Linked DNA regions of Sus scrofa: region 1 is linked to region 2. The links are chromatin contacts, called in public Hi-C maps. All regions are on one chromosome and are shown on one strand. Each heading gives the region's core, a stretch centred on a gene start, on an enhancer-like site or on the middle of the called end of the contact. The rest is flanking DNA. Distances are from core to core; before and after follow the strand shown. Region 1 overlaps PDGFC (platelet-derived growth factor C). Region 2 has its middle 440 kb from the start of PDGFC.

What was found. A called contact is a pair of places that touch in the nucleus more often than the background predicts.
Region 1: a Hi-C map of liver shows a contact between it and region 2, with 7 times the contacts expected there. The contact joins two enhancer-like sites. A contact is called at or near these places in 6 of 47 Hi-C or Micro-C datasets (embryonic fibroblasts, liver and skeletal muscle).

Annotation. Positions count from the first base shown.
Region 1 is chr8:45,781,090-45,786,857 of Sscrofa11.1, reverse strand. All of the region lies in intron 1 of PDGFC (platelet-derived growth factor C), which reads left to right. Among named protein-coding and RNA genes, the nearest start is that of PDGFC, 25 kb to the left of the region's middle. Within about 2 kb of position 3,572, at least 27 of the 83 cell types and tissues checked have an H3K27ac peak or open chromatin away from gene starts, as enhancers often do. A contact at or near this core is called in liver, where this site is marked.
Region 2 is chr8:45,368,045-45,374,058 of Sscrofa11.1, reverse strand. No RefSeq gene overlaps it. Among named protein-coding and RNA genes, the nearest start is that of PDGFC, 440 kb to the left of the region's middle. Within about 2 kb of position 1,483, at least 2 of the 83 cell types and tissues checked have an H3K27ac peak or open chromatin away from gene starts, as enhancers often do. A contact at or near this core is called in liver, where this site is marked.

The DNA.
Region 1 (5,768 bases), core at 2,323-4,822, 410 kb before region 2:
AAAATTGTCTTAAAAATAGACAAAACAGAAAACAAACTTTCCTTTACCATTTTTTTTAGACAAATTAGTCAATTGTTTTTATGCTCAAGAATTTGTAAATGACCACAGATTTTTTACTTATCTTTTAAAGTCTTATTTTCGTACTGAAAACAAAACAAAACAAAACAAAAACCCCAAAACCCCAAACTACCTGTTTAAATTTCTCTGGGTGTTTACATCCTGTATAGGTTCATCAAAAAATACTAAGGAAATGTCCTTGGTTGTATGTTAGAAGGTTGAGGAAGACTTCAAAAAAGACACTGGCTTTTGCAGTCTGTTAGTAGATCAATGTATGGAATGTTTGGTGTTAGTTATCACATTTATCAGGCAGTGTCTTAGGCAGTAGGTAGAATTGGCCTCTGCTATTTACATTCTTGTCTCGCTGCCAGAATTGATTTTCCCATTTTGTATGCAACTTAGGCCTTTGTACTGGAAGAGATGCCAGCTTAAAGAATGATTCATATCTTAAAACAAACTTAATAGATTAAGTTCCAGGGCTGGCAGTGATTTTAGTGGATAACAAAAACATCCTTTTTTTTTTTTTTTTTTTTTTTTTTTTTTTTTTTTTTGGTGTGTACATTTTCAATGTAGAATTAAAGAATTGAAGGATGAAAGAATTGAAGATTTCTATTTGGTTTTCTATATGGGAATCAGTATTGACGTCTACTGCAGTGATAGTTGACAATAAATAATGTTTTATATTTCCTAAGAAACTTGATTGGATCTTCATGTATATCTATGGAGTAAACTAACTTATCATTTAGGCTAACGCCATCATTATTTTGTGACTTGAAATTTGCTGCTTTTGTTTCATGAATCCTTTTCAATTTCATGGAAAATACCTTGGGTAAGTGGAAAGAGGATGTTGGTAAAATCAGATATTTAGGAAACTCTTTAGAAAAAGGTTTTGCTCATTTGAAATACCCAGTATTTTCAAGTCCAGAAGATTCACCCTTTTGCCTAAATATATTGTCTTGTGTTGTAATCAGGATGTGTTTCATTTTATTGTATGTATAAAAGAAGTTATGCCACAAATAGGATAATGTGACCAGTGGCTGTCATTTTACTATTTTAGGGGAAGGAAGTCTGAAGCAGAAGAATATTTTTAGGGGAAGGATTTGGTTTCTTTTCTACTAATTTAGACATTTCACTGTCAGTTTCTTTGCCTCTCAAATGTATGCCTAAAATGGCCCAGAGATTTTAAATGTGGAACATTTTAGGGCCCGGAGTACATTGTGGTTTAGGCATGACTAACTTTGACCCCCTGTGCAATGAGTCTGAAGTAGAAAGCAAGGGCTTTAATCTTTCCAGGATGGAGTGTGGGTCTTCAGACTCAGATTTTGGCTACATTGAGAAAGACCTTTCTCTGGCAAGATTAGTATCACAAAACTAAGGCTGGGTGTGGAACAGAGGCAGTAGTTGCCTTCTTTTCAGTGTCGTGTGCCATCTGAGTTGTATTTGATGAATGAGTATATAACCTTGTACATGAAACCACTCATGAGCTCTGGTTCACCTATGCCCTGTGAGGCAGTGTCATAGGAGAAAACTGCCCTTTCAACAGATCACTCAGCAAGAAACCAAACTGTTGAGAACCTCACAACTCACTGATCAAAACTTACATGGTTAATAGTGATTTCAAAATTAAAAAAAAAACAAACAAAAAACCAACTGGGAATTCCTGTTGTTGTTTAGCTAGTTAAGAACCTGACTAGTATCCATGAGGATGTGGGTTTGATCCTTGGCCTCGCTTAGTGGGTTAAGGATCCAGCATTGCTGCAGGCCCTGGTGTAGGTCCTTGCAGATGTGGCTCAGATCTGGAGTTGCTATGGCTGTGGTGTAGGCCGGCAGCTCCAATTGAACTCCTAGCCGGGGAACTTCCATATGCTGCAGATACAGTCCTAAAAAAACAAAAAAAGTAATAATAAAAAATCTGATGCTGGTATATTCACAAATATACATAGAAATAAAGAGGTATTTATATTATGCCTTCTGCTTATACTGTTGCCTACATTGATTATGGTAGACACTCAGAAATTGAGAGTGATTTAGTGAATTTTAAAAACTATAAAAACATGAACTGCTGATTTTGTTATAAAGACATATCAATTTGCATTTTTATTTGGACATTTTTGCCAATTTTTATCAGTTTATAAATTTTGTATTTCATTAATTTATAGTCATTTAGCACTTCAACAATTATAAACATTTTAGAGATCTATGTATCTGTGAGTTTTAGTATGATTTTTCCAACACAACACAGCTTTTCAAATTATCTTTTTTTTTTTTTGTCTTTTTAGGGCTGCATATGTGTCATATGGAAGTTCCCAGGGTAGGGGTTGAATCAGAGCTGCAGCTGCCGGCCTACACCACAGCCACAGCAACTCCAGATCTGAACTATGTCTTTGACCTGCACCTCACAGCAACTCACAGCAACTCCAGATCCTTAACCCACTGAGCGAGGCTAGGGATCAAACCCACGTCCTCATAGATACTAGTTTGGTTTGTTACCACTGAGCCACAAGGGGAACTCCAAAATTACCTACTGAACTATAAAAGTGGGTGGACTTTTTTTGTATACTCCTCGGTTCAGTTTTAGTGTAAATTAAACTGCCATTGAGACACATTAAGAGGAGAAAGGCATACAAACTTTGTTAATGTTTTTAATTTTATGTGCATAGAGGCTTCATAGGACTGGAAAACCCAAATAAATAGTTAGATGGGGGAGGGGGTTGCATGCCATTTTAACAGAGGGCTATAAATTGTATGAAAGTGACTAGGAAATATATGGGGGAAATTGATGGAAGATACAGGTTATTTTCATTTTAGTAAGATCTGTTTATGCATGCTCAGCTCTGTGCTGGCTCTCTATCCCCAGGCATAAAGGTAGCTTTTCTCGTCCAGGTGCTAGGATGGGGGCAAAATTTATGCCACCTTCGCAATAGGAAATCTCTGCTCTGCTTTGAGGCAGATAAAGGAAGGGCAGACAACTTTTCTTGCGTATATTGATTCTTACTTGCCTTCTGCTCAAAATAATGCTTGCACCAAGGTGGTGTATTTGGGGGTGGCATATTTTGGACAAATGTTGGTGACAACATTTGACTTTTGCTCATGATATACATAGCCTAGGAAAAGGGTCCTAAGTGAGCTGCTGGTGGCTGGTGATGCTGGTGCTTTTGTACCTCTGGGTAAAGCTACTATTACTTTCTGGTTCATTCCTTACTTTTCTTATAAAACTAAATGTTAGAAATGACATGACATCCAGTTCTTACTAGCTTTTGCCAGGATTGGTTCTAGAGGATCTCCAAGATTTCCTCTAAGATTGTAGTCAGGAGGGTGGGTAAAGGAGAAGCAATTCTTTTCGCACTCTGTGATTTTTGTAGAAAATCAGAGGTCCTTCTAGTAATGCACAGCTAGGAAATGTGAAGTGTTATGACTCATTGTATTTAGCCTTGGGGCAGTATAGAAAGCTTCTTGGCTGGGAAGGAATTCCTTTCAGTTCCCTCGTCCTTCTCCTCCCTGGGCTGTGAGCTCTCCTCCTCCCTCTGAATAGGTAGTTCTCTCTTTGCTCAGACATTCTTCTGGGCTTAGCTGCTGTGTAACCTTCTAACCCCTCATTAATAATTTCCTGAGGCTGGTTTGTTATAAAGAAACATTGCAGCACAGACAGTGAGAGAAAGTGTGTGTGTGTGTGTGTGTGTGTGTGTGTGTGTGTGTGCGCGTGCACCCATGATGTCTCCTTAATGACCAGCTCAAATGGTATTAATGCTGTGCAGGAAAAAACAAGTACGCATTAGATACTTTTTCTTTACTTTGCATTTTCAGCAAGTAGATCACAGCCTTAGGCAGAAGGTGACGAATGCTTTTTAATGTCTCTCTGTGATTCAAATGAAATGCCTCACTTTCCAGATCGTACACATATTTCAATGGCTTGAGTATTTAAAGGAGCAATCATCACAATCACAAATATGTCAAAGACTTTTTTTTTTTTTGCGTTTTTTGGGCTGCACTTGTGGAATATGGAGGTTCCCAGGCTAGGGGTTGAATTGGAGCTGCAGCTGCTGGCCTAAACCACAGCCACAGCAATGCGGGATCTGAGCGGTGTCTGTGACCTACACCACAGCTCATGGCAACGCCAGATCCTTAACCCACTGAGCGATGCCAGGGATGGAACCCGAATTCTCACGGATACTAGTCAGGTTGGTTGCCACTGAGCCACAATGAAAACTCCTGTCAAAGACTCTTTAATATCAGGAAACCGGAGAATACATTTCTCTCTGTCTCTCTCTCTCTCTCTCTCTCTTTTTTTTTTTTTTTTTGAGGCAAGAAATAGATCTATTAAGATAGGACTCTTGTGAGGGATGTAAGCAGGCAGGCAAGGAGGCTGTGCCCATTTGTCTCTTTTTTGGTTCTTCACAAAAATAAGTTTTTTCTAGTCTTTTGAGGAGATCACCCAGGAGCTGGGCATCTGGGCTTGCATTTCTACACTGTCACCCATTCTCACCTTCCTCTGATTCCAGCTACACACACTACACACGCACTCAGTGAACTTGACCCTGGTTGGGCTGTGGGGCAGTGGCCAGCAGAGCAGTCAACCTCCCAGAAGAAGTGCTGGGAATTATCCAAAGCTGCTGTTACTCAAGGGGTAGAGTGAGGTGATCAAAATACTGTCTCCCCACGGGAAAATGCTCACATGTCATGTTAGGTGAAAAGACAAGTTGGGATTATAAATACTTTTACGTGTGCCTGTGGATCCAGAAAGTAGAAGAAAACATGCTCGGGTGTTCTTAGTGTTTTATCTACAAGGGCTCTAGCAAACCAGTGAGGGTGCTGGTCTTTTCCCTTCTGCAATACATTTAATATTTTAAAAAAATCTCTGTAGTAAGCTCACATTACTATCATAGGAGAAACAATGCTGTACTAATTTTGGAAACCAAATTTAAATGAGGGGGGAGCCAGTACAAACAATACAACATTTTGTAAAGGAACACACGTAAGCTGCAAGCCTTGCTTTTAGGAGCGAGGAGGTGGCATTTCTCAAGGTGGCCCTTCAGGGTTGAGAGCCCTTGGTTTATCCTGGAGGCTGGATGTGGCTACAGTCAAGGGCAGTGGGGGCCTCTGTGGCAGTCGGCAAGGGCGAGCCATCCACCACAATGATCTGTGTTGTTTTTGGCAGTTTACAAGGAATGTTTTCACAAGACCTAAGAGTTTTGTCTGGGAGGAGAGAAGTGAGCTGCCAGCATTTGGCACCATATGGGTTTTTTTTTCTTTCTCTCTCTTTTCTTTTTTTTAAGCTTAACATGTAGGCTGTACATCCTGCTCTTAAGCCTTAAAGATCAAGAAGATATTGTGGGATTTTAAAAATTTTTTTGTACACTTGTTAGAAACATCTGGAACATGCCACAAGGTTGCACACGATGGGCTTTGTTTTGTTTATAGACGAGTGTGTGATATAAACCAGGATGAAAAAACCGCACAAGACCTGCCTTCCTACAGCTACATGATCCTAGGGTACTCCTGATCTGAGGTCTGTGTGGACTTCAGAATCCTGCTAGTCCTGTTCACCCAGACTGGCGGATGGAGAAGCATAGGGTACTTGCCTTTTTCTATGTACAGCAGGACCTTCAGACCTTCAGGTGGACCTGCCCCTGGCCTCAGGTCAGGCAGCTTCCATCAGGGCTGCATGGCCCTGCCTGAGGGGCACACTCTCACACTTTAGGTTCCCCCCCATT
Region 2 (6,014 bases), core at 234-2,733:
AAAGAAAAAATCATGCATTTCCTGCCTTTGATGAAAAACATACTATTGCTTTGTCATCACGGAGACAAGGAACATTAGATCAAAATAATTGGGAGCAAATCTCTCTGGACAACTGCCATGTCAAACCTGATGTTGCCTGGCTTTGATGAGAGAGAGAGAGAGAGAGGAAAAGTAAATACTTCTGTGAACTCTTACCCTGATTATTCATAGTGGCTAAAATTTCTATCTATTTAGAGCTGTCTTTTAAATAAACAATGATTGCAGATTTTGAAGCAAAAATTTACAAAATTAATGTATAAATTATGTATTTTGTAGATATAGAGTGAAAATATTGCAAATCCTCAAAAGAAATTATACATACAATTTTCCCCCCAAACGGAAACAAGATCTTATATGGTCATGCTATAGGAATTTCTAAGGTGTGTTATCTTTATCAAATTAGAAATTAAATCAATAAGTCTATTCTTTTGGATAGCCTATTGTCCAATACTAAAAAGTAAAAGTACACTGTAATGGTAAGGTTGTTATACAGTAGTGTAGCAAGTGAATTCCTGGCTTCAAACACATTTTTTTTTTTTTTTTTGGCTTCTGTAACAAAGCTGGGAAAAAAAAAGTTAAAAAAAAAAGCGATCCAGGTGATTGTGCTAGTTTGTTAGTAACCCTTCTGTTTAATTTAATTTTCTTCAAAGTAAATTTTTTTTTGTAGCTTGGAGCTTCAGAGATCAGAAAGAAAGTGCTGGAATACAGGGTTGGAGGTAGAACAAGGAAGTTTATCTTAAACTTTTTTTTTCCAATTTGAAGGCAGACCACTTTAAAATTTTCTACATGGAGGGAAATCATTTTGTACTTTGTTATTTTTTTCACATTTTTCTGGTATTTCAAAATTAAAAAAACCCCACCAATTCTGTATTTAAATGTAAAAATCTTAAACCGAGAATAAAAGCCATCAGTGCAAAGATGTGCAGAGTGAGGTGCAAGGAATTAGCAGGGTTAGTACGATGAAGTGGAATAATGAGAGTAAGCTGGTAATTACAGGCTGCTGAGGGGGAAAGGGAGCCAAGAGCAGGGTGGTAATCAGTAGTGACCTCTGCAGACACTCTGTGCAGCTGGGATGAGAAGGGTTACATCAGAGCTGAGGGTCAGAGTCACTGGCCCTAAGAAAGTGTTCAGTGAAAGAAGGTTTGGAACCTGGCAACTCTGTAAATTACAGGTGCAGAAGCAAAATACTTTGTGAAAACCAAACTTCAGTTAAATATTGTGCAACAACTATTGACATTAATCACAAAGTTCTGGAGGCAAAATACATTCCTTAAGATTTATTTTCTAATTTATTTATTTAACTCCTATTTATCAAGAGTTAAATCAAGCATCACTCATATTTACCTGTTGTTTTAGAGAATATTAAGCATAAATAGAGTGCCACTCTCACCTATTTGTCCTTGTGAAGCCTAACAGGTCAGCAGGGCATGTTGACCCAGAGGATTCCATTCATCTGGAATGACTTGCTCAGTTGGCAGGACTGGAGCTCTGAGGCAAAAGGGCCATGAGTGCAGATCCAAACTTGTTAAATGTTGGCATGTCTGAAAAGGAATTTGTGATATATTTATAGAAGTCAACAAAAGAGGCTTGAAATACTTGTGGTATAAGGAAGATTGTCAATTTTGTTTATTTGTTCCAATGTTTACTGAGTGCATTTAGGTGACAGAAAGTGCTCAGGACACTGAGGGCACGGTGGTGACAGCAGTGACAAAACCTTTTGCCCTCAGGAAGCCCCCCTTCCACATCATAAATAATGGGTTGAAACTGAATTCTGAACTCCAGAGAAGAGGGAGGTTAGGCAGAACTTGAGCCAGGTAAGGTTTGGGAAGAGGAGAAATAAACCCCAGTGGAATTTTGTACTAATTTCATATGATTATGAAATACTAGAATTAACATCATTTTAAAAACTCTTTAGAACTAATGACATCAAATGAAGCAGTAATACTAAATGGTAATGTCTTATAAAGAAACATATTCCAAGCATTAAGTAAAAAGATACACTTATTCAAAATTAAGTTTATATTATCATTTAAATGCAAATTAGCAAATGATATGAATTTGGCTCACTCAAAAGTTAACATTATGCAAAATGTAGATAATTTGTTGTTTTATTAAAATGTACCTTTTAAAAAAAGTGTATCAACCGTATCATAGTTGAGTTTTGTGTACATTTCTCTGGTTTAGAAAAATACTTTAAAAAGTGCTTTTGGACCTGATAGTGGTCAGAGGAATAAAGAGAATATAGTTATAAAGCAAGTCCTAATAGTTAATTTTGACTACTTGTGCTTCAAATAATTTTCTCTCTCTTTTTTGGAAAATTTTTAAAAAGTGTTTTGTGAATAACCATATCTCCTTGCTGTCTGTTTATTAAATAGATTTTGTTCTAATGAAAGCATTATGAGTTTTCTTCATCTTTTATGTAACCACGCATAAAAAGATTTTCATGTACAATACCTGTATTGATTTCAGGAAATATTTGTATTCCTCTCATTGAACATCCTTGAAAAAAATAAGAACTATTATTTTAATAATAAACACTTTATCAACTATCATTTTCTTCTTTTTAAAATTTAGTGATAGAAAAATTCTTTCTTTTTTTTTTTTTTAATTTTCCCACTGTACAGCAAGGGGATCAAGTTATCCTTACATGTATACATTGCAATTACATTTTTTTTCCCCACCCTTTGTTCTGTTGCAACATGAGTATCTAGACAAAGTTCTCAATGCTACTCAGCAGGATCTCCTTGTAAATCTGTTCTAAGTTGTGTCTGATAAACCCAAGCTCCCGATCCCTCCCACTCCCTCCCCCTCCCATCAGGCAACCACAAGTCTTTTCTCCAAGTCATGATTTTCTTTTCTGAGGAGATGTTCATTTGTGCTGGATATTAGATTCCAGTTATAAGTGATATCATATGGTATTTGTCTTTGTCTTTCTAGCTCATTTCACTCAGTATGAGATTCTCTAGTTCCATCCATGTTGCTACAAATGGCATTATGTCACTCTTTTTTATGGCTGAGTAGTATTCCATTGTGTATATATACACTACATCTTCCGAATCCAATCATCTGTCGATGGACATTTGGATTGTTTCCATGTCCTGGCTATTGTGAATACTGCTGCAATGAACAGGCGGGTGCATGTGTCTCTTTTGAGTAGAGTTTGTCCGGATAGATGCCCAAGAGTGGGATTGCAGGGTCATATGGAAGTTCTATGTATAGATTTTTAAGGTATCTCCAAACTGTTCTCCATAGTGGCTGTACCAGTTTACATTCCCACCAGCAGTGCAGGAGGGTTCCCTTTTCTCCACAGCCCCTCCAGCACTTGTTATTTGTGGATTTATGAATGATGGCCATTCTGACTGGTGTGAGGTGGTATCTCATGGTAGTTTTGATTTGCATTTCTCTAATAATCAGTGATGCTGAACATTGTTTCAAGTGCTTGTTGGCCATCTATATATCTTCTTTGGAGAAATGTCTATTCAGGTCTTTTGCCCATTTTTCCATTGATTGATTGGCCTTTTTGCTGTTGGGTTGTATAAGTTGTTTATTTATTCTAGGGATTAAGCCCTTGTTGGTTGCATCATTTGAAACTGTTTTCTCCCATTCTGTAAGTTGTCTTTTTGTTTTCTTTTGGGTTTCCTTTGCTGTGCAAAAGCTTTTCAGTTTGATTAGGTCCCATGGGTTTATTTTAGCTCTAATTTCTGTTGCTTTGGGAGACTGACCTGAGAAAATATTCATGATGTTGATATCAGAGTGTTTTGCCTATGTTTTCTTCTAGGAGTTTGATGGTATCCTGTCATATATTTAAGTCTTTCAGCCATTTGGAGTTTATTTTTGTGCATGGTGTGAGGGTGTGTTCTAGTTTCATTGCTTTGCATGCAGCTGTCCAGGTTTCCCAGCAATGCTTGCTGAATAGACTTTCTTTTTCCCATTTTATGTTTTTGCCTCCCTTGTCAAAGATTAATTGACCATGGTGTCTGGGTTTCCTTCTGGGTTCTCTATTCTGTTCCATTGGTCTGTCTGTCTGTTTTGGTACCAGAACCACACTGTCTTGATGACTGTGGCTTTGTAATATTGCCTGGAGTCTGGGAAAGTTAGGCCTCCTGTTGGTTTTTGTTCTCAGGATTGCTTTGGCGATTCTGGGTCTTTTGTGGTTCCATATAAATGTTTGGATTGTTTGTTCTAGTTCTGTGAAAAATGTCATGGGTAATTTGATAGGGATTGCATTGACTCTGTAGATTGCTTTGGGTAGTATGGCCATTTTCACAATATTGATTTTTCCAATCCAGGAACATGGAATATCTTTCCATTTCTTTACATCTTCTTTGATTTCTTTGATTAAAGTTTTATAGTTCTCGGCATATAGGTCCTTTACCTCCTTGGTCAGGTGTATTCCAAGGTATTTGATTTTGTGAGGTGCAATTTTAAAGGGTATCGTATTTTTGTATTTGTTTTCTAATATTTCATTGCTGGTATACAGAAATGCAACTGACTTCTGAATGTTAATCTTATATCCTGCTACTTTGCTGAATTTGTTAATCAGTTCAAGTAGTTTTGGGGTTGAGTCCTTAGGGTTTTCTAGGTATAGTATCATGTCATCTGCATACAGTGACAGGAAAAATACTTTCTAAATTAGTTTGCTTTTAATTATTTCCAAATGTCTCAAGAGTAAAATGGATCATATATTTTATAAGTTTTCTGTATTTAAATGTAATATAGAAAATGAGAGTACCCAAAAGTATTAATGCCATTCCTATTAGGCTTGCTGAGATTTTGGAATTTGGTGCTATAGGAAATAAAAGAGAACTGAAAAATATAGCTAGTGAAATAAAAAAAAAACAAACCTTTTATAGAGTGCTTGAAGACAAGTAATCCTGCCATAACATGTGAGAGGAATTGGAGAGAAGAAAAAAAGGCCAGTCAGAAAACAAATCTGGCTATGACAATGGGTAATCCATGAAATGCATGCATATATATATGCATATATATATATATATGTATATATACACACACACACACACACATATGCTTCAAAGATAGCTTGGTTGCTGTGGGTTATATTTAAGGTATTAGACACTGTTGAGAATTCCTGTGGCAAGTGTAAGTGTTCAACAAGTCTCTGATCTTTAATTATTTTTAAAACATTTTAATCTAAAGAAACTCTCATGTCAAAGGTTACTTTTTGTGTATATATATATTTTTTGGGCCGGACCCACAGCATATGGAAGTTCCCAGTCTAGGGGTTGAATCAGAGCTGCAGCCTCCAGCCTATATCACAGCCACAGGAACACGGGATCTGAGCCGTGTCTGCAACCAACATCACAGCTCAGCTCATGTCAACGCCAAATCCTCAACCCACTGAGTGAGGCCAGGGATTGAACCTGCTTCTTTATGGATAATAATGGGATTCATTTCCACTGTGCCACAATGGGAACTCCACTTTTTATATATTTTTTATCATTATGTTCTTGGATTCAGTCTTTTAATTAGTTGTCTGATAATAATAATTATAAATGTGCACAAGGATGGTATGTATGTAATATATTAGTCCAGGTGGTCGATATTTTCCATGCCTGCGGTGCTCTGTAATTCACAAGGTGCTTTCATTGATCAGCATTTTCTCTTCCCACATATACCCAGGTACTATACCACAACTCTGAGTGTATAAGATAGAATAAGCAGGTTGAGGCCGGCCCATCAAGAGATGCAGATCTGGGGAGGGGGAGGGAGTGGGGTGGACTAGGAATTTGGGGTTAATATATGCAAACTATTGCCTTTGGAATAGTTAAGCAATGAGTAAGCAATGAGATCTTGCTGTATAGCACTGGAAACTGTATCTAGTCACTTATGGTGGAGCATGATAATATGAGAAAAAGGAACACATATGTGTATGTGCGACTAGGTCAGCTTGCTGTACAGTAGAAAATTGACAGAACACTGTAAATCAGCTATAATGGAAAAAAAACAAAAATCAA